4 separate regions of the Mus musculus genome follow, and all the other regions are linked to region 3. A link is a contact called in public Hi-C and promoter capture Hi-C data. All regions are on one chromosome and are shown on one strand. Each heading gives the region's core, a stretch centred on a gene start, on an enhancer-like site or on the middle of the called end of the contact. The rest is flanking DNA. Distances are from core to core; before and after follow the strand shown.

The links. Hi-C and Micro-C count contacts between places; a contact is called where the count stands out from the background. Capture Hi-C pulls out chosen DNA fragments and counts their contacts.
Region 1: a contact with region 3 is called in a promoter capture Hi-C map of adipose tissue. The contact joins two enhancer-like sites. A contact is called at or near these places in 1 of 115 datasets of contacts at active chromatin or transcription factors (embryonic stem cells) and 2 of 9 other capture datasets (adipose tissue and pancreatic islet).
Region 2: a contact with region 3 is called in a Hi-C map of myocytes, with 1.9 times the contacts expected there. The contact joins two enhancer-like sites. A contact is called at or near these places in 1 of 39 promoter capture datasets (3T3-L1-derived adipocytes) and 3 of 484 Hi-C or Micro-C datasets (cortical neurons and myocytes).
Region 4: a promoter capture Hi-C map of adipose tissue shows a contact between it and region 3. The contact joins two enhancer-like sites. A contact is called at or near these places in 1 of 115 datasets of contacts at active chromatin or transcription factors (embryonic stem cells) and 3 of 9 other capture datasets (adipose tissue, liver and pancreatic islet).

The regions. Positions count from the first base shown.
Region 1 is chr1:39,415,648-39,420,574 of GRCm38.p6, forward strand. The region is part of intron 2 of Tbc1d8 (TBC1 domain family, member 8); the gene reads right to left. Among named protein-coding and RNA genes, the nearest start is that of Rpl31, 50 kb to the left of the region's middle. Within about 2 kb of position 2,339, at least 80 of the 459 cell types and tissues checked have an H3K27ac peak or open chromatin away from gene starts, as enhancers often do. A contact at or near this core is called in adipose tissue, where this site is marked.
Region 2 is chr1:39,743,332-39,748,424 of GRCm38.p6, forward strand. No RefSeq gene overlaps it. Among named protein-coding and RNA genes, the nearest start is that of Rfx8, 25 kb to the left of the region's middle. Within about 2 kb of position 3,405, at least 30 of the 459 cell types and tissues checked have an H3K27ac peak or open chromatin away from gene starts, as enhancers often do. A contact at or near this core is called in myocytes, where this site is marked.
Region 3 is chr1:39,553,462-39,558,467 of GRCm38.p6, forward strand. Rnf149 (ring finger protein 149) reads right to left here. Exons shown (of 7, transcript NM_001033135.3): 5 at 4,854-4,950; 6 at 2,017-2,209. Among named protein-coding and RNA genes, the nearest start is that of Snord89, 7.1 kb to the left of the region's middle. Within about 2 kb of position 2,805, at least 101 of the 459 cell types and tissues checked have an H3K27ac peak or open chromatin away from gene starts, as enhancers often do. A contact at or near this core is called in adipose tissue and myocytes, where this site is marked.
Region 4 is chr1:39,395,535-39,400,859 of GRCm38.p6, forward strand. The region is part of intron 5 of Tbc1d8 (TBC1 domain family, member 8); the gene reads right to left. Among named protein-coding and RNA genes, the nearest start is that of Rpl31, 30 kb to the left of the region's middle. Within about 2 kb of position 3,872, at least 33 of the 459 cell types and tissues checked have an H3K27ac peak or open chromatin away from gene starts, as enhancers often do. A contact at or near this core is called in adipose tissue, where this site is marked.

The DNA of each region.
Region 1 (4,927 bases), core at 1,089-3,588, 140 kb before region 3:
AGTCGGTGGGTTGGCAGAGGGAGAGGTGAGGGAGAGTCATCAGAACACGTTTTATACGTGTATGAAAAGGTCAAACAACAAACTTAACCACTAAAAAAATCGATGAAATATTTTTATAGTGAAGAATCTAAGCATGAAATTTAATGAAAAAAAATTCTATAATGGAAAAAATGCAGGGCCAGAGAGATGGCTCAGCAGTTAAGATCACTGGCTGTTCTTCCAGAGGTCCTGAGTTCAATTCCCAGCGACCATATGGTGGCTCACAACCATCTGTAATGGAGTCTGATGCCCTCTTCTGGTGTGTCTGACAGTGTACTCATATAAATAAAATAAATCTTAAAAAAAAAAACAAACCTATTCCTAGTAAAGAGTCAAAACCAGGCCAAGTGATCCACACACACCCACGAGGTGTCTAGACTCAGAAGTAAAATCAGGTCCAGAAAGCAGGGCACAGAGTTGTCTAAGTTCCCTTACAGGCTGAGCATCACCAATTCAAAGACCCTGAATCTGAAGCTCTAGGGGCTGGGGGGACACACACCATCTCACAAGTAAGAAATTCCACACCTTGAAACTTACTTCACAGACAAAATTATTTAAAAGACTGCACACAATTACTCTTGAGTTATGTCTGCATGGTATATGCGAGACAAATTCTGTGTTCTGATATGGGTTCCATCCCTGCAGTATTTCATAATGTATATGCAAACATTCCAAAATAAACAAACAAAAAAAATCCAGGTATTTCATCCTCAGCCTTCTTAATGCTGGAACCCTTTAACACAGCTCCTCGTGCTGTGGTGACCCCCAACCTTAAAATTACTTTATTAATACTTCATAACTATAGTCTTGCTACTTTTTTAAAAATTTATTTTAATAAATGTGAGTACACTGTAGCTGTCTTCAAACACACCACAAGAGGGCATCAGATCCCATTACAGATGGTTGTGAGCCACCATGTGGTTGCTGGGAATTGAACTCAGGACCTTTGGAAAAGCAGTCAGTGCTCCTAACCACTGAGCCATCGCTGCAGCCCAATCTTGCTACTGTTATGCATCATTATATAAACACATAATTTGGGACTCCAAGTGGGTCCCGACCCACAGGTTGAGAACCACTGTATTAGCTGCTTTCCTCATGGCCAAAAAGCCAGGGAAGCCGCCACTTAGCCAAGTTGTTTGGGACAGCATCACTGACCTCTCCCACCACTGTGACTCCAGTAAGACAGAGAAAGAGCCCCTGCTGGGCAGCACACAGCACAGGGGTCACATGGACTCCCATGGCACGCCTTCCATATCACTAAGGGGTTACCTAATAGTTAGGAGGATTATCTTTCTGTGAGCCTTGTATCTCAGAGCCTCCTCTTCTATTTTTTTTTTTTAATTGTATTTATTTATTTTATGTGTGAGTACACTGTCGCTGTCTTCAAACACACCAGAAGAGGGCATCGGATCCCATTACAGATGGTTGTGAGCCACCTTGTGGTTGCTGGGAATTGAACTCAGGGTCTTTAAAAGAGCAGTCAGTGTTCTTAACCACTGCACCAGCCAGCCTCCTCTTCTATTAAAAAAGAGAATTAACTTGGGTATCTTTAAAGCACCCCCTCCAGGTGGTCTCTGTTGATGTCAGGACCTACACTGCAAGTCAGGCAACCTTTGATTTTAAGATTCAAATTTTAATTTGCTTCAGTTTGCTTCCTTATATAGTCCAGGCTGGTCTCAAATTTATGTGATTAAGTGATCTTCCTGCCTCAGTATCTTGAGTAGCTAGGACTACAGGCATGTACCAACTCACTCAGCTCTAAGAGATTTTTAATCTTAACCCCTATCAGCAATGTATACATCACAGAAGGAAGAAGATGTTCTTCGATGAAAGTTATTTATTCATAGGCAAAATTACTTAAAAAAAAAAACACATTAATAGCTCAATTGCGAGTACCTCCGGGACAAGGAAGAAACATTAATTGACCACCCTCTCCCCACTTCTAAAGGTGAAGCCCACATGGAAAATTCCAGCTAGTGTTGTTCCAAGGAAATGCCGAAGCTACCGAAAACAAGTGTAACAATCCTGACCCAGAAAGCTCACACTTTCCCCGCTGCTGGGCCACCTCCCAGATGTTCCTTGAAGCACCCTGCAAGTCCTCTGCTCAGAGAAAACAAGCTGGCATGTCTTCTGCCACCTTGGTACGAAGTTCAGGAAGACACTAATCTGGTCCACCCGGGAACATTTCCTCCCTTAATAAAATCCACTCCACAAAGACAAAGCAAACAGTGAGGCAGAATACAAGGGAGCAAAACACCAACCGCAGTCAAGGGCACGGATAAGAAACCGTACATGCGTCAGAAGGAACACTCTGAGAGTACACTCTGTCAGAGCCTGCAGCTAAGCTGCCCTCGAGCACCCCAGCGCCTGGTGTGACCCTGGCAAGCGGCCAGCTTCCGGTGCTCTGCATCTTCCCCCCTCCAGGGTAGGGTGTGCTGCCCCTATGTGCTGCTGAGAGATTCGCAAGGGGGGCAGTAGAGGGGCTCAGTGGAGAGAATTAGCTCCTGGGGGCCCGAGCTTTTAAAAACAGGCAACCTGTTTTGATTAGCAAATGGTTCCCCTTTCCTGTCATGAAAACATGTCTGTTTTCATTTTCTAAATCTAAACCTTTAATTAAGAGTTCTTCAAACTACAATAGTCCCTCTACATGCACCAGAGGGCTGGGCCTGTATATGTGCTTGATCCAGGACCTCCCAAAGACAAGAGCGTCTGAGACGGCTCAGGTTCTTCTTTAAGGTGGCACGGCCTTTGCAGGTAACTTACACACTCCTCCTGAATTCCTGAAGTTATCTCCAGATTCCTTACAGTGTCCGGAACAAAGTTAATGATACAGAATTCCCATAGCATATTCTTCATGGAATACCAAGAAGTCTTACATGGCCAGTACAGATGCAAGGGAGATATGCATAATATAACATGTTACATTTATACATATTATCCATTTTGGTTGAATCTGCAAGCATCAGGCTCAGTCCACACACCCTCTCCCACCAGGTCCATGGAAAGCTTGCTCCTGGCTCTCACTGCTCTGTCTTCATTTAATTCAACCCCATGGGGACAGACCTCGAAAGCAAGGAGGGAGACTCTGAACTTAAGCAGCTATGAACTCCTCAGGCCAGTGCAAGTGCAAACGCATGCCTGGGAAGACATGAGCATTGTTGAGCGTTCTTCTGTGCAAGGCTCCGATGCCTGAGAGGGGTGCTCTGCCACCTTTCACTACGACCCGAGGATGTCTTCTTCCAGGAACTGGGTAAGACACCCCCAAGGCCTCAGCTGACAATAATGGAAGGCGTCAACTTATTGCATAAGCCATCTGATTCTTGGAATGATTCTAAGCAGATAACTCAGAGCCAGGCAGCTCTTTCCTATTCTCTTTTGTGCTTCCTGAGATCAAATGTGGACAACAAACAATCCGGCCAGTGTTCCAGGCCATGCTGGGGACTAAGAAGGGCACGGCAGCAATTCTGAGATAGCACTGAGGACCACTGACGATGACCAGGACATGTCATGAGGGAACAGCAACAGGAGGCACAGAGGGCAGCATGGGCCTGCACGTCTCGGGTGCAGGGCAAGACTGAGAGCACCAGACATGGCAATGACAAGGAAGCCTCGTCCTTATAGGGCCCAATAACTCACCACAGCATAGGAATCCATTCAGCAGGATCCAGACAGCCTAACCCAGAGGTTCTCAACCTGTGGGTGGTGACCCCTTTGGAAGTCACATATCAGATACTCTGCATATCAGATACCTACACATGATTCATAATGGTAGCAGAATTAGTTATGAAGTATCAAGGAAATTTTATGGCTAGAAGTCTCAACACGAGGAGCTGTATTCAAGGGTCTACAGCATTAGGAAGGTTGAGAACCACTGGTCTAACCTGTTCTCCACCTGACTAGGGATTAGCTCCTGGGATTCTACCTTCCTCAAAATTGTCCTCATCTATGCAGTGCCAATGGTTAGATGTCTAACTCCAAAAAGAAAGCCACCAGAAACTGTATTACCACGCAGCCCGAAAAAGGAAATTCTGACACATGCCCAGGCGGGAATGCCGCGGAAGCTCACCTGTATAGGCAGAGCCCAGGTGGGAATGCAGTTCAGTGGTGCGATGCTGTCTTCACACCAAAAGAAAAGCTTATGGTAACAGACTGTTACCAGTTATTTTCCAGCCATTGTTTTCTATCTTAGTGCACCTACAGCTTCATGCGCGCTAGGCAAGTATGAAGTTACATACCAAGTTATGTGCCCAGCCCTTTTTTAGTTTGGGTTTTTTCCCTTACATCCTCATAGATGTGCATAACATACTTTAAAAATACCCACCACCACCCCCTTAACCCTTTCCCCACAATTACTGTTTCTCCCTTCCTGTTTCCAACTAGCCCTGTCTCTACTCCTCTATCTCTTTGAAGGTATATATAGCCAAGCGAGAGAGCTTGACTTTGTATTTTGAGGTAGGGTCTACCTACTTGCCCAGGCAGGTCTTGAACTTGTAATCCTTCTGCTAACTCCTGAACAGCTGAGATTACAAACCTGTGTCTCCAAGCCCAGTAAAACATTCTCTTAAGAATCATAATGCCTGCCCTCTGAGCTCTACCTGTTTAATGAGGGGACCCATAGCCTGCCTCAGATGACCTGGGTCCTAGCGTCTTAGTTAAGAGTTCCTATCACTGTGGTAAACGCCATGACCAAAACCAAGTAGGAGAAGAAAGCAATTATTTGGCTTATCAGGTTCATCGCTGAGGGAAGACAGGATGGGACCTCAAACAGGGCAGGAACCTGGAGGCAGAAGCTGATGCAGAGGCCATAGAGGGTGCTGCTTACTGGCTTGCTTCCCACGGCCTGCTCAGCCTGCTTTCTTATAGAACCAGGACCCCCAGCCCAGGGATG
Region 2 (5,093 bases), core at 2,155-4,654, 190 kb after region 3:
TTCGTCTTTTGTTGTTGTTGTTGTTTTGTTTTTGTTTTTCGAGACAGGGTTTCTCTGTAGCCCTGGCTGTCCTGGAACTCACTCTGTAGACCAGGCTGGCCTCGAACACAGAAATCCACCTGCCTCTGCCTCCCAAGTGCTGGGATTAAAGGCATGTGCCACCACTGCCCGGCTTGTGTTCGTCTTTTTAATGAGGACATGGGTCATATTTGGTTAGGGCTCACCCCAGTGACTTTATTTTACCTTGATCAGCTCTGAAAGGACCCAGTTGCTAATTATTCTGAGGAATGTGGATCAAGGCTTTAACGTGAATTCTGAAGTGCAACCCACAGTTCACCCTCTAACAATAAGCAGCGAACAAAACTGTCTAGTGGCCTAAGGTGGAAAGAAAAACACTATCTTTGACATTTAAAAAGTATTTTTATTTTAATTATTCCTGTGTGTGTGGGGTATGTGCAGATGAATGTAGTGCCTGTGGAGGCCAGAAAAGGGCGAGACACCCTAGTGCTAGAGTTTCAGGTAGTTGTGAGCCATCCTGGTACTTGGAACAAAATTGCAGTCCCCTGGAAGAGCAGCAAGAACTCTTAACCACTGAGCCATTTCTCTATTCCTGAAATTACAAGTCTTACAGTAGATTGAAACCATTTGCAACTCTACTGGACAAAGGTAAGAAGAAGCCCTGGACCATCAACTGTCATCAGTAACTTCAGAAAAGGTACATCCCTGGAACCGGTCTGAGCCAGTTCAACAATATCCGCCAATGACTCTATCCTCCAATGACTCTAAGAGGAAATGCAGTCACTCTTTGATCCTATTTCCTACTTTTGCAAATATAACAAAACCAACAAAGTGGTAAAAACACCAGAATGACAAGGCCAGAGGCTGGGAGAACACATGATTCATGTGTATACTGCATGGTCACAAGCCTTGACCGCTCTCCTTCAGTGCAACCCTCCAGTGGATTTGCAAAAATCCACTTACTAACACTGAACTGTTTTGTTGGTTGCTTCAATTTATTTGTAGATTTAAAAGTTACAGGCTGAGAGATAGCTCGGCATCAATAGCACATGCTTGGCAGCTCGCGGCCATGTACAACTCCAACCTCAGCTTCAGGGAGTCCAGTGCCCTCTTTGGGTATGCACACGCACACGCGCGCACACACACACAGAGTAAATAAGTACATAAATAAATTAATTAAATCTTTTAAAAGTCCCTGTAAAACTCTAGGTATTCATTTACTTGCTTAGTCACAGGCTCAACAGCACTGCATTGTGTAAAGATTCTTAAGAAACGGACTCTATTTTCCCCCAAATAATTACGTTTACTTCAACAAGAGTTCTTTTCACTTTTGTGTGCCCAATAATAATTCTTTCCATCTCTCAGGATAGTGGATTCTCAGAACCTGCCTTCCCTACTACCGTTATGCTGGCTGAAACTGACTTTGGTGAGACCTTCAGAATTCAGTCATATCCACAGTTTTCAAGTTGTCTTTCTCCATGGTTTATAAAGTGGAAATATTTTACCATCCATTTTGGAACATGCCAATCACACACTTTTGTCTTGCCTTCCATAGACTTGGGCTTCCTGATACACTCTAAAGGCAATGTGTACTCCCTGCTTAATGAGCAGCAGGTGTTATGCTACCTCGCTGGAAACAATAAGCAACGGGTGAAAGTCTATGGCTACACACTGCGTGAATTACTAATCTTTTCCTGGAAGTAGAATTGTTGGGTTAAGTAGCGTGTGTGTTTAAATTATTATTTTTAATTTTTGTTTTCTTTATGTATACGTGTCTGTGTGAGTGTGCTTGCTTATGAGCACAGGAGCCCATCAAGGTTAGAAGAGGGCTCAGATCCCCTGGGGCTGGAGTTATAGGAGGTTTCGAGCCATTTTAACCCTGGTGCTGGGAACAGAACTCAGGACTCTGTAAGATCAGCCCATGTTTAAAGTTTAATGATATGTCAGATTGAGCTAATAAAAGGCTATTATAACTTTTCCTGCCATACACCATTCAGATGCTTGCCTGCTTCCGAATGCCCTACCCAACCCCATTCTACTGGACGTTAGTGATCAGCAAACCCTGCCCCTGGTACTATTCACATGTGCCTCGATTTCCCTTCTGCTTCTCAGATACTGTCTGGCCTTGTAGCCTCACCCTGCCTTCAAGCTGTTGGGTCCTCTCTAGCGCAGGATTATAGGTGTGCACTGTTCTGCCTGGTTCTGTTGTTTGGCATTTGTATGCTCTTTTATTAATTGACTAAATCTGTTAACTCACTTCCTATCAGTGATTGATCTTGTAGTGATTGGAAAAGGACTTTCCTATGTAAAGACTGTAATTTGTATAGTAACTGTTTCAGTTAGAAACTATTTCCTCCTAGTTTTTCTTTTGATTGATGGACTGATTAATTTGGTTTTGATGAGTTCTTGCCATGTATGAGTCAAATGCATATATATATATATATACATACATATATGTATATAACATATACATATATAATAAAATGCTGTTGCATATATGCATATATGTGTGTATGTTGCACACATGCATATATGTATATGTATACATACATATATGTGTATATACATGTATGTTGCATATATGTATATATGTATGCATATATGTATGTGTATACATATATATGTGTATATGTTTATGTATATACATATGTGTATATGTGTATATATATGTGTATATGTATATATATATATATATATATATATCTATGTGTGTTTATCACTTGGCATCATGCTAAAATAAGTATATATTTTAAAGTAATTTCTTATAGGGATACAGGCATCTCCTTTATAATATTCTGGAAGTTGAGTAATGGTGAAACAACAAATTTAAATACAAAACCAAAAATCGATTACATGGCAACAACTAGTGTCAAGTTAAGAAAAAAGATGTCTGAGAGAAAAACAGAAGACTGAAAAATTTCCGAGGATGTACATATAGAAAAATGTAAAGAAACGGGAGATGATGAGAGCAGCAGTTGGTTCATTCTGGACCTTCCTGCCAATATAATTGATCTTGAAAAGCTGAAGTCTCTGGAAAAAGAAAGGCTTGGGAAAGTGGGCTAATTTTGTTTAAAAATGCATGAAGCCCTTTGATAATAACGGCCTGTTTGGGGGAGATGCCAGGAATTGAGATTTAGCCACAAGAACAAAGCTTAAGGTCTTATGTCATGAAACAAAGTAAAAATGTTCAAAGGAGAATTCCAGCAACTTCCCAGCTGTTTTCCAGGAGCCCCTTCACAACCACAGGCGGCAGCTGTGGTGACCAAGAGTTATCTGGGTCGCCTCAGCGTGGGATGATAACAAGGGCTCAAAGAAGCCTGAGCTCAGAGCCAAGAAAAACTCGAGTGACAAACACGAACCATAAAAGGAAAGGTTAAGCTAGCGGATAAACGTGTGGGGTGTGAGTTTGTGGTCTTGAAATTCAGAAAGACCAAAGAGGTAAACTCTCTTGTCACTATTGCCTTTGCATTTTCTAAGAGCCACTGGAAAATTCTAGAGGCTTCTCAAACAACAGGTGTTCAGATGCAGCTTCCAGCCTGAAATCCTGCTGATTCCAGTTTCATTCACCATGATGTCAGGGCAGAAAAGCTGGAGTTAGCCTGGACATCGGTCCTGCTTTGTTTCCTGTGTTTTAGACAAACAACAGACATGGCGTTTCTCTTCCAGGCTTTCTCCACTTCTGGTGAATGCCATTTGGTCCTTTGACTATGATACTTTCCCTCCCTCCCTCCCTCCCTCCCTCCCTCCCTCCCTCCCTCCCTCCCTCCCTCTCTTCCCCCTCCCTCTCTCCCTGCCCCCCTCCCTCCCTCCCTCCCTCCCTCCCTTTCTCCCTCCCTCCCTCCCTCCCTGTCTTCTCCTTGTCTTTGTCCCTCCCTCCCTTCCTCCCTTAAAAAAAAAAAAGATGTTATTTGATTTTTAATTGTCTGTGCGTGTAAGTGCAGTTTCCCTCGTAAATCAGCAGCAGATTGCTGGAGCTGACGTCACAGGTGGCTGGGGACCACCCAACATGGATGCTGGTATCACACATAGACCCTCTGTGAGAGCAACACAGCAGCCTCGCCAAACCCTCTCATCTTCCGTCTAAAAACAAAAACAAACACACTTTTATTTTATTACATTTTTCTTCATTTAGTGTGCATGTGTGTGCTCCCGCAGGCACAGCCAACCGCACACCTGAAGGTCACAGTGCAACTTGAGGGAGTTGGTTCTCTTCCACCATGTAGGTCCTGAGGATCAAACTCAGTTCATGAGGCTTGGCCCCAACAACTCTCACAGAATGAACCATTTCTCTGACTCCGACCATAATTTTCAAAGGAATGTTTTTCTGTGTTTGGGTTTATGATGGCTGCTTGGTATTTATTGATCTGGGTAAACTCTTTAAAAAAAATTTTTTTTTTTTACTTTTATTTGATTGGTTGGTTGGTTTTTGAGACAAGGTTTCTCTGTGTAGTTCAGGCTGTCCTTTCACTCTATTAAACCAGGCTGGCCATGAACTCACAGAGATCCACCTGCCTCTGTCTCTTGAGTGCTGGGATCAAAGGCATGTGCCACCACTGCCCAGCCTTGTTTATTTTATTTTATTTTTTTAATATTTATTTATTTAATGTAAGTACACTGTAGCTGTCTTCAGATACTCCAGAAGAGGGCATCAGATTTCATTACGGATGGTTGTGAGCCACCATGTGGTTGCTGGGATTTGAACTCGGGACCTTTGGAAGAGCAGTCGGCGCTCTTAACCACTGAGCCATCTCACCAGCCCTTGTTTATTTTTAATACAAACATTTTTATTCGATATATTTTGACCATGCTTTCACCTCCCCCAACTCCTCCAGGTTCTCTCTACCTTTCCACTCACCAAACAATGTTCCCTTTTAAAAAGAACACACACAAAAACAATACTAAAACCAGACAAACAAAAGCAAAAACAAAAGAAAACCAAAACAAAAAACAAGAAACACACACACAAAACATCAAAATCAAAAACTAGAATGCTTAAGCAAGAGACCAACAACACAAATGATGCCCAAACAAAGCAATATGAGACGAAAACACCATTGAGTTTGTTTTGCATTGGC
Region 3 (5,006 bases), core at 1,555-4,054:
CTATTTTGGAAGTCTTATTCAGGATAGCCAAATTCAAAATTAGAAGCATCAATTACTCTCAATTAAATTAATCTACAAATTATTTTATCTATAAATTTATCTATAGATTATTTTAATTCTAATAAAAATGTTGGTAGGACTTTCTTTTAATTGACAAATGTATATGGGTATTCTGCCTCTATGTATGTATGTAAGGATACAAAATGCACACCTCGTACCTGCACAGGCTAAAGAGGGTATCACACCCCAGGAACTAGACTTGCAGATGGCCATGAGCCATCATGTGAGTGCTAGTCATGGATCGCAGGCCCCCCGGAAGATCACCCAGAGCTCTTAACCACAGAGCAATCTCTATACCCTCTCTTTTGTTTAGACAGAAGGTTTTACTATGTAGCCCTGGCTAGTTTGGAACTCCCTATATAGATCAGGCTAGCCTCAAACTCAAAAGATTTTCCAGTCTCAGCCTCTAAAATGCCAGGATTAAAGTTATGCACTATCACACCAGGCTCAAAATAACTTCATAATTAATCTTTAAAGAATACCGAAGAGAGGGCCAGCAGGACGGTTCATGGCGTACAGGGTTCTTGCTACCAATCCTGATGACCTGAGTTTTATCCCTGGAACCTAAGGTAGGAGAGTACTGACTCCTCAGTTACCCTCTGACTTCTACATTTACATGACATACATGGGTACCCCAATAAATAAATGAGTGAATAAATTAATTATAAAGGGGCAGATATAGGGATGTAGCTCAGTTGGTAGAGGGCCTGCTGGCATGCACACAGCCCCAACTTTGATCCCAAGCACTGCATGAAACCAGTGTGGTAATGCATGCCTATAATCTCACACTTGGGAGGTGGGATCAGAGGATCAAAAGTTCAAGGTCATCTTCAGCTATCTAGGGAATTTGAGGCTAGCCTGGTATACATAAGACACAGTTTCAAAAAGGAATTTGGGGGAAAAAAGAAAAAGAAACCCTACAAATATTACCAAAACATAGGTCAGTAATTCTCTAATGAACCATAACCAACCAAGAAGAAAAAGACTTTCCTATTTAGCATGCCATAAAAGTCCCAAGATACTTTTATGTCAGAAGACAGAAAAGTACACAGAGGCTAAGAATACAGACGTTAGTCACTGGAATATGGCCAAATGCCAGTGTTTGTGATTAGCATTTCCCAACACAAAGAAATAAAGAAACTGAGGGAGAGGAGACAAAATATTTGACAAAGGTCTTGTATTTTCCATATTAAATTTAAATTAAAAAAGTTCTAAAAAAGGGCTGGAGGTACACCTTATCAGGCAAGTCCAAAGCCCTAGGCTCTACTTGGGCCCACTACAATTAAAAAACAAAAAGAAAGCATTACTATGACCTGGTGTTTGAATGAGAATGGCCCCACAGGCTCATGTGTTCCTTTACTTGGTCCCCTGCCTCTGGAAAGGAGGCCCAGTCCTTCTCCCTTCCTTCCTCTCATTGTGGATAAACTGTGAGCTCTCAGCTACTGCTCCAGGGCATGCCTGCCTGCTGCCACGCTCCCTACCATGAGGATCATGGACTCTTAAGCGCCAATAAATATTTCCTTTTAAGTTGCTTTGGTCATGGTGTTTTGTTATGGCATCAGAAAAGTTAACTAAGAATTAGTAAGAAAAAGCAGTTGAGCTGAGAAGCAGCTGCAAGAAGACCAGGACCTCACCACATGCTACACAATACGACGAGACTACAGAAACCACTGAAGACATAGACATGAATTGAGCAACTCAAAAGAAAATTTAAAAAACTTGGTCATAAAAATTTATCTACCAAGTGATCCAGAAAGAACTTCATACATTAAAAGAACAGTTTACCAAACAGCATTTGTGTGATATCCCCCATTCTTGAGAATGTATGCATCAAAAACTTGAAATGGTATCTCGAAGTGGGGGCCTGTGGTTTTTATGTACACGACAGTACTTTCCTGCCTTCCACTTTGTTCCATTCACTGGTAACATTGTGCGCTTATATCTGTAGCCACATACCTAGTAATGCTGTGTCCTCCCCTGCATCTTCTTTAAGACAGGGGCGGTGTGGCCCAGACTCGCTCGAGGAAGATGATGGAAGGTTGCTTTCACTCCTCTCCTCATCTTGGGATGTCACACTCAGATTCCCAACAGAAACCCTTCCTGGGGCAGCTTCTGGGGTGGGTAGCTCCTGCGTATCCTCAGGGTCCCCCTTGAGAGGCAGACAAAAGACAATGGCTTTCTCAGTGACATGACCAGTACGGGGTCATTTTGCTAGTAAATTCACTTGAGATATCTTTGGCTCTCTACAGGGAACGGGGTGGGAGGCACACCATCTCCTGTATCCAGTCAGAAAGACCTATTAAGTTTGTTTTGTTTTCCTCTAAAGAGTTTCCCTACTTGATGGAAGTTGTATCTCGCCCTTTAAATGATTTAAACAAAGAGGCTACTTCCTGAAACTGTCTTCTTGCGGAGTCTGTACAGCGTCACTGCTGCTCCCGCAGCCCCAGCAGCAGCCCTGGGCCATTTTACAGCATAGCACCAGGGTGTCAGAGACAAAGAGGCTCTAAATAGATGAAGGCTTCATTTATCTGTTTTAAAAATCTGTTCTGTGTCCTTTCTCCACTGTGGTTTGTCTCCAACTCCCCTCCCACCTCCTTCTCTTTGTTGCATTGAAGGAAGATAATGAAAGCATGGCCAGAGACTCCTTTAGTCATACTCCATTAAGCCCCAACACCAGTGGGTGGGTGTCTCAGACATTCTTTCTGGTTAACCTAAGAGCCACAGATGCACGTGGGTAGATGAAACTGCTGGGAAGTGACTAAGGGTTTGTAGGCTGTGAGCGTGGGTTCACAGGCACTCAGACATCTCTGCTCTGTCCTAGGAGCATTTTAAAACCACTCCCTCTTCCCTCACCAGTAACTAGACATCCTAGACACATCAAGCAAAATTCCTGTTGAAATGTTACAATACCAACTCCTGTTTAGCCTCATCCCAATCTGTTTCTCAACAAAGCTGCCAAACCTAGCTCTCCACCAAGCTCCACCCGAGTTCACATCCCCGTGCACACACCATCCACCTACTACGCACTGAGGTGACAGTCCCTCAGCAGTCCCACTAAAATACAGTCCTCCATTTCTCCATGTCTAGCAGGCAGCATAAACACTTTCTTTTCTGACCCAGATGGCATCTACCAAGTTCCCTTGCTGTGCTGTATCTCCGGATATGCACTGGCCCCGGTTGGCCTGAAAGTGAAATCCCCAAGAATCCTTGCTCTAGCAAAGGGACTATACCGTAATTATCTCTATACTATACCGTAATTATCTCCGAGCCAAGTTCAATTTAACATCTTAGACAGCATTTGTCTGATCAGTTTTTGCTCAATGAATGTAGTGGATATGGTTGCAAACCAAAGGACTGCGTTGAAGTCTTAAGAGTCACTGAGAACTCTACTGGTAATAGGGAAATGGGCCCTCCTCTAGAAACTGAGACACTAAAAGCAAGACACACCCCTAGTGCTGAAGTTATAATAGCTTCCTATCCTTCACAAAGTACGCCACATACGCACGCATTCTCTGTATTCTAGTAAGAAAAGAATTCAACCTCATATAAAATGAAGACTCATCTCTTATATATGAAATAAGTGGGCCTATACTCTCTGAACAAAATGTATGAGAATGCGAGTCTCTGCTTAGCTAAGAACAGAAATTGGTCTCACATAAATGTCAAGAGTGGAAAAGCTGGTTTAGAATCACTCAAAAAAGACAACTGAGCATAAGCTTACAGTGCATTTAAGGAAGGGAATTAGATTCTGTCAAGGAAACAATTCATCAAGCTCTGTGTTTTCTCATTTAAAATTCTGAACCATGAAGACTCAACCTCTTGTTGAACTGCAGCTTGTACATAGAGGGCATGAACCAGGCCCATGAGGGAGGTATGCTATCTCAGGCTAAAGGGACAGATAATGAAAAGCTGTCAATAAAGGAAGTTTAGGAGTTCTATAAGGAAGACACATTTCAGGACAAAGCAGGATGAGGCTGTAGTACAGCCGTCCTTGGATGAAACAGTTTCTCCCTGAAGGGCCACACCAAGCTAAAGGGCGACTGTCACACCTGCATCCCATGAAGCCAGCCCTGTTCCAGGCATAGCTCCTAGAGACACCATTATAGATGCATACATGGCTATAACAGTTTTAAGTTGTATACAATGTTCATCCAGTTTATGTGATAGGGAGATTGAGTCCAGGACTTTGGCGCAAGGCCTTCAAGCACCCTGAGCTGTATTCTCAGTCCTTCAAATATTGTTAGCTAAAATAAGTTATAATTTTATCAATAGTATTTTGAGGCATAATAGAGTACATGCAAGTCTAAAAAAAAAAAAAAAACTGTGGAGCCCATAAAAAGTGAGAGCAGATAATCAGAATCTATTGGGTATAGTATGTGTAAAATGTGTCTCTGAAGCCAGAAGATATAGGTGGCACCTCTATTTACTTCATACATTCTATGATTCAATTTACATAAAACCAAACATGCAAGCATCTGCACTCATGCACAAACCCATGCATGCATAAGCACACACACACACAGAGGATGCTACCATATGCAGAGCTATACTTCGGAATTACAGATTGGGGAAGATGTTCATAGGCTATATAGTATTCTGTCATAAACTCAGTTCACGGATTTATGTGGACTATTCTACATATTCATTTTAAATACTGAAAACTTCTTTAAGTAACAGTAAGGATATCAGAAGGAATATTTCATCTGTTCACCTTGCCTCTGGGTCAGTAATAAAAGTGAGATACTCAGGAAGAACTGGGGTAGAGATTGAATATAAACAAAAACGTAACAAACCCAATATCCCAGGGCTTTGATGACATCAAGTTTACACATTGGACACGTTCGGTGATCCAAAAGCCATGGGTCAATGCATATTCTATGAAAAATATGCCTAAAAAAATTAAGTATGTATTAATGTCTTAAAATAAATGTTTGCATATCTTATAA
Region 4 (5,325 bases), core at 2,622-5,121, 160 kb before region 3:
ATGAAGCTTCAATATGCTAAGTATGGGGCCAGACACAGAGACCTCAGCCTGATTCTGGCCACACAGTAGCTGACAAATCCCTTACATCATCCCAGCACAGCTAAAACATCAACAGGGTCCTGTGTAGTAAGAAGCCAGCCCCATATGGGGGTCATCACCAGCCCATCCTCTCAGGCAGGGTTTGGTCACTTCCTTCTCAGACAAAAGGTTAGGGGTAAACCCCAAACTCAAGTGACTGGAGTGACACTAAGAAGGACTGTCTTTTGGGGGGGGGGGGAGATTTAGTAAAGAAGCCTTAATGCCATAGTCGCACAGACAGACAGACAGCAATGTGGTGGGGGCTTTGAGGACAGTGAGGGCCAACATGGCTGAGTAAGGGGCCCTTCTTTCTTTAGAGGAGTGGGGAGGTGCTGTACCACAAGCACCGCCTGACATTTAAGCTCTCTCTGGTTCCTGGCTGGCATCAGTGAAGGAGGGGCCCTGTTAGCCTGAGACTCCTGTGCATGCCAGCTGTGAGGGTAAGGAGAGCTAGAATCTAGACCTTAACAGCAGGGCCACCATGGGGCCTCCCAATCCTTCCTTCTACAGAAAGGCCAGCACACAGCAGAGCTAACACTTGGGATACACCAGCCAGCTCAGGCTAGCAGCCTCTGAAGAAGCACATTGTGAGGGTGGCATTGACCCAGTAGCAGCAGACTCAAACCAGAAGGTTCTAGCTCTAGACTCCAGGCATGTCTTTATTAAACTTAGCTTCCATTCCTAAGATGTCAGGGACTTAGAAACGTAAGCAATCCTAAAAACTTAGAGGGAAAGAATGTATTACTCTCCCCACAAATCCAGAATTTATTTAGTCCAGACTAGATGTCCCTCCTAGATCAGACAAATGTGCCAAAAGCAGATTTCTCCCTCTCTCTTCTCTCAGCAACCCTCTGGAACGCTTTACAGTAGAGCTGCATCTGGGCTGACAGGCCAACTCTCACCCCATCTGCTTACTCAGGCCACACAGGATGCAGCTGTGTATCAGCTGCGGCCACAAGCTCAAACTGAGTGACAGGCTGAGTGACGGCTAGGCCAGCCTTCCTCACCTCTGCACTCAAGATCTCTAGCCATATCCAAAATAGGACATCTGACTGGTCATGCCTTGTTCCATCCAGTTCAGAAAGGCCAAAGTGGGTCTTATGCTGCCGGCTTACCTCAACAGGGCATGGCTATGTGTCTGGAAAATGCAAGGATTAGCAACTCAGAAACAGGGCTCCAAGGGCAGATGGTGCTTTTTCTCGGTGTTCCTGTCCACATGGAAGAGTTCCCTCTCAAATGTGTATTCACCCAGAACATAACCAGAATTGCCAAGGCCAGAGCTTGGGCACCTGTGGACCAAAAAGCTAAGTCCAACGTCCCACCCTGACATGCCAATTACAGAAACAAGCAGTGGTGGTTTGAACACTGTGGTGGTTTGTATATGCTTGGCCCAGGGAGTGGCACTATTATGAGGGGTGGCCTTGTTGGAGTAGGCATGTCACTGTTGGTGTGAGCTTTAAGACCTTCATCCTAGCTGCCTGAAAGTCAGTCTTCTGCTAGCAGCCTTCAGATGAAGATGTAGAACTCTCAGCTCCTCCTGCACTATGCCTGCCTGGATGCTGCCATGTTCCTGCCTTAATAACAATAGACTGAACCTCTGAACCTGTAAGCCAGCCCCAATTAAATATCCTTGTAAGAGTTGTCTTGGTCATGGTGTCTGCTAATAGCAATGACACCCTAACTAAGACAAATAGGAACAACCCTCGAGAAGCAGTCAAGCCAGTTCACTTTTGCTGCCTCTGTGTAGCCACGCTTCTCCACTACGATGATAATGGACTGCACCTCTGAACTGTAAGCCAGCCCCAATTAAATGTCGTCCTTTATAAGAGTTGCAGTGGTCATGGTGTCTGTTCACAGCAATGAAACCCTGACTAAGACACAAGGGATGAGGAAAAGCAGATTATTCAACAGTCCACACTGCAAAGGAGAACAGATAAAGAGGTCCAGTGACCTCCCAAGTCCATGAGCTCCCGCTTAGAGGGAGGCCTGGGACAGGTAGGAGTGGCCTCGTTGACCTTGCAGCTGGAAGGAACGAGGCTGTTGCCAGCCAGATGAAGCTTTTTTTTTTTTTTCCGAGACAGGGTTTCTCTGTATAGCCCTGGCTGTCCTGGAACTCACTTTGTAGACCAGGCTGGCCTCAAACTCAGAAATCCACCTGCCTCTGCCTCCCGAGTGCTGGAGATTTCTATCTACTCCAAGGCGCAGGTGTAACTACCCTCCCTGTGGGCGGGGCCCTCTGTCGTGTGAGAGAGAGGCTGTTCCCGGACTCAACCATAAGAGCCACCACCACACTGGCTCTCAAGAGAGCAGAGCCTGGCCATGCTGCCCAGGAGAATCCCCTGAGAGCAGCCCAGGGGGCGTCTGTGGAGGTGGGAAGGTGAGGGGTGGTGGGTCTTCCCTTGAAAGATGCCTCTTTTGTGACAGCTAACATTATGTTTTAAGTTTAAATCACTGTGTTTAAGAGATCTATAAAACAAATATGTTGCTAACCCAGTGGTTTTCAACCTGTGGGTTGTGACCACCCCACCCCCATGGGGGCTGTTGAATGACACTTTCACAGTGTCACAGCTAAGGCCATTGGGAAGACACAGATACTCACATTACGATTCCTAACAGTAGTAAAATTATAGTTATGAAGTAGCAGTGAAAATGATGTTATGGTTGCGGGGGGCGGAGGGTGCCACAACATGAAGGGTAGCAGCATTCGGAAGGCTGAGAACCTCTGCTCTAACTGGGACTTCACTTGCTCAAGGACAGAGAACTCCCTGGAATGTTGGGGGCTGTTCATGTGAGATAAGCCACACGTTTTCATGGCCATAAGTACACAAGCATGGTTGCACCGGTTGTACAGGATGAGTGTTCAATCACACATAGGTGTGTAAGCACGTCGGGGTGTATGCTTGCCCCTGATTGGACACAAGAGGGAAGTACTTAGCTTTGTGGGTTTGCCTTTGTAAGCTCCTACACTAATGTGAACTGGGCACACACACTAGGGATCCTCAGAACAGACCTGGCCAGTTATTTAATAAAGCTTGCTTCATATCTGGCTCAGAGTGTGTGGTCCCAGTCTTATTCTTGCCTGGTGGGGCTGATGCATCTTCCCCTGCAGCCCTCCTGCTCCCCACTTGCTCTGATCTGACCATGGGAAGTGGGCCACGGGAGGGGACCAGAAAAGTGGACTGGCTCTGTAGGATGAGGCCAAAGAGGTCTGTAGAGACAGAAGGGCAGAGACAGGGGCTGCACTGAGGACCCAGAACCCAGCAGCTACTGGGAGAAGAGTAATTCTGATTCCCAACCTAAACCCATCCCAGTAATCCACCTGCCCAGGAGACCGCAGACCAGAAGAGGCTCATTGCCTCTCCAAGCTGCCCTGCCCTCCCCCTATACAAACTGGTTGGCTATCTGACCACACCCTCACTTTAGGATAAACACTTTCTGTTTGGGAATCTCAGGATCCACTTATTCCATTACCCCTACTGCCCAGGCGGCAGCATCCTCCCTCCCCCCCCCCCCCCTCACCAGGGCCCGCCACCAGAGCTCTGCTAAAGATAAAGGGGTCCAGGTCCTCTCTGCACTGGGCAGCCTGGGCCATCCCCTCCCAACTCCCACATACCCAGCGGAAGGACCATAGGCCTGAGGTGACTAACAGAACAGGTAAACAGTTATTCAAGGAACCTAGGCCTTTGACCCTAAGGGTCACCACTGGAAAGCAGTCATCTGGGAAGGGAAGTGAGAAGAGATCAAGGAGAGAGCTGGGGTGTGTGGGGAGGTATTCCCGCTCTGAGCTGGGTAGGCTGTTTTCCCAAACTTTAAAATCTGCCTGAGGCAGGGTGCCAAGGGGCCTGAGTCATTACCTGTTTACACCCACAGGCCTGGTCTCCATGACAAAAGCTCGATGGGAGCCAGCTGAGGGGCAGCAACTAGACCTTTCACTTCAGAGAAAGTCCCTAACCAGGTGGGCATGCTGCTGGAGACAGGAACCTGTACGGGTCCTAGGTCCAGCCCTGGGAACAGATGGGTCCAGCCCTGATCACAGATGGTCTAGCCTTGGACACTCACTTGTTGGCCATCCCCACATTCCTGTCCTCCCTTTTCTTCCTTCTACTGGTGCCCAGGTAGAACTCAGGGTTGGCCGAGGAGGAGGACTTGGAGACAATTCCCGAGTCCTGGACGTGAATGTCCACTGCCAACCCTGACACTTCTAAAACAGATCTCTCCATCTTAACACAGTACAGGGTCACAGCCAGAGAATGCGCTGCCCCCTGTTTCCCCACCCTATCTCTTCATAGTAACCCCTACAGGCATGCTCAGAGGCTCATCTCCTAGGAGACTCTCTGTCCAGTTGACAACACTAAAGCACATCAGGAAGGCTGGCCAGCCCCTGTGCAGCTGCAAACTGCAAGCTGCACGCTTGTGCAATGTGGCTCGGGCTTGTAGCTGAGTAGACAGACAGACAAGAGCAAAACTTTCCCTGGTAGCTTGTGAGGACTACTTATTTAAAGACCTGCATGCCCACATCATTTTGGTTTCAGGGCTCTGTCAGCATGGCTCTTTCTTTTTAAAGGATTTATTTATTTTATACATAGGAGTACACTGTAACTTCAGACACCCCAGAAGAGAGCATCAGATCCCAGTACAGATGGTTGTGAGCCACCATGTGGTTGCTGGGAATTGAACTCAGGACCTTCGGAAGATCAGTCAGTGCTCTTAACCGCTGAGCCATCTCACCAGCCTCAGTCAGTGCTCTTAACTGCTAAGCTATCTCTCCAGCCCATCTGTAGAGTTTTGAAGGAACTTAAGACAGACTGAGTGTTTCTGTGTAAAATGACTGGGACAAAGTATTTGCAAATTTTTGTGTTTTTTTTAAAAGGGGATATTTGCATAGACATATGGGTTGAACATCCCCAAGCTGATGTTCCACCCTCCGCTCTAACACTGGATTTCAGGGCAGTCACATTCTTCCCCCAGGTCTGTGTATTCAGCCTTTGTCATGAGATAAAGCTGATCGCCAAGGAAGCTCTGGCACCTCATCGCTTCTGTCTTCAACTGAACAGAAGATGAACGGGAATATTAAAAAGGAGAACTAAAACAAACAAACAACAAAACCCCAAGAGGCAGAGGCCTGGCACAGCTGGTGGATGGAGGCTTACCTAGGGTAAGCACCAGCAGGTGAGAGGACAAACTCTGAGAGGGAAGGGGGAAGCTTCAGTCCTAAGGAGCTTGTTTTGAAAGTGTGATGACCTGAGA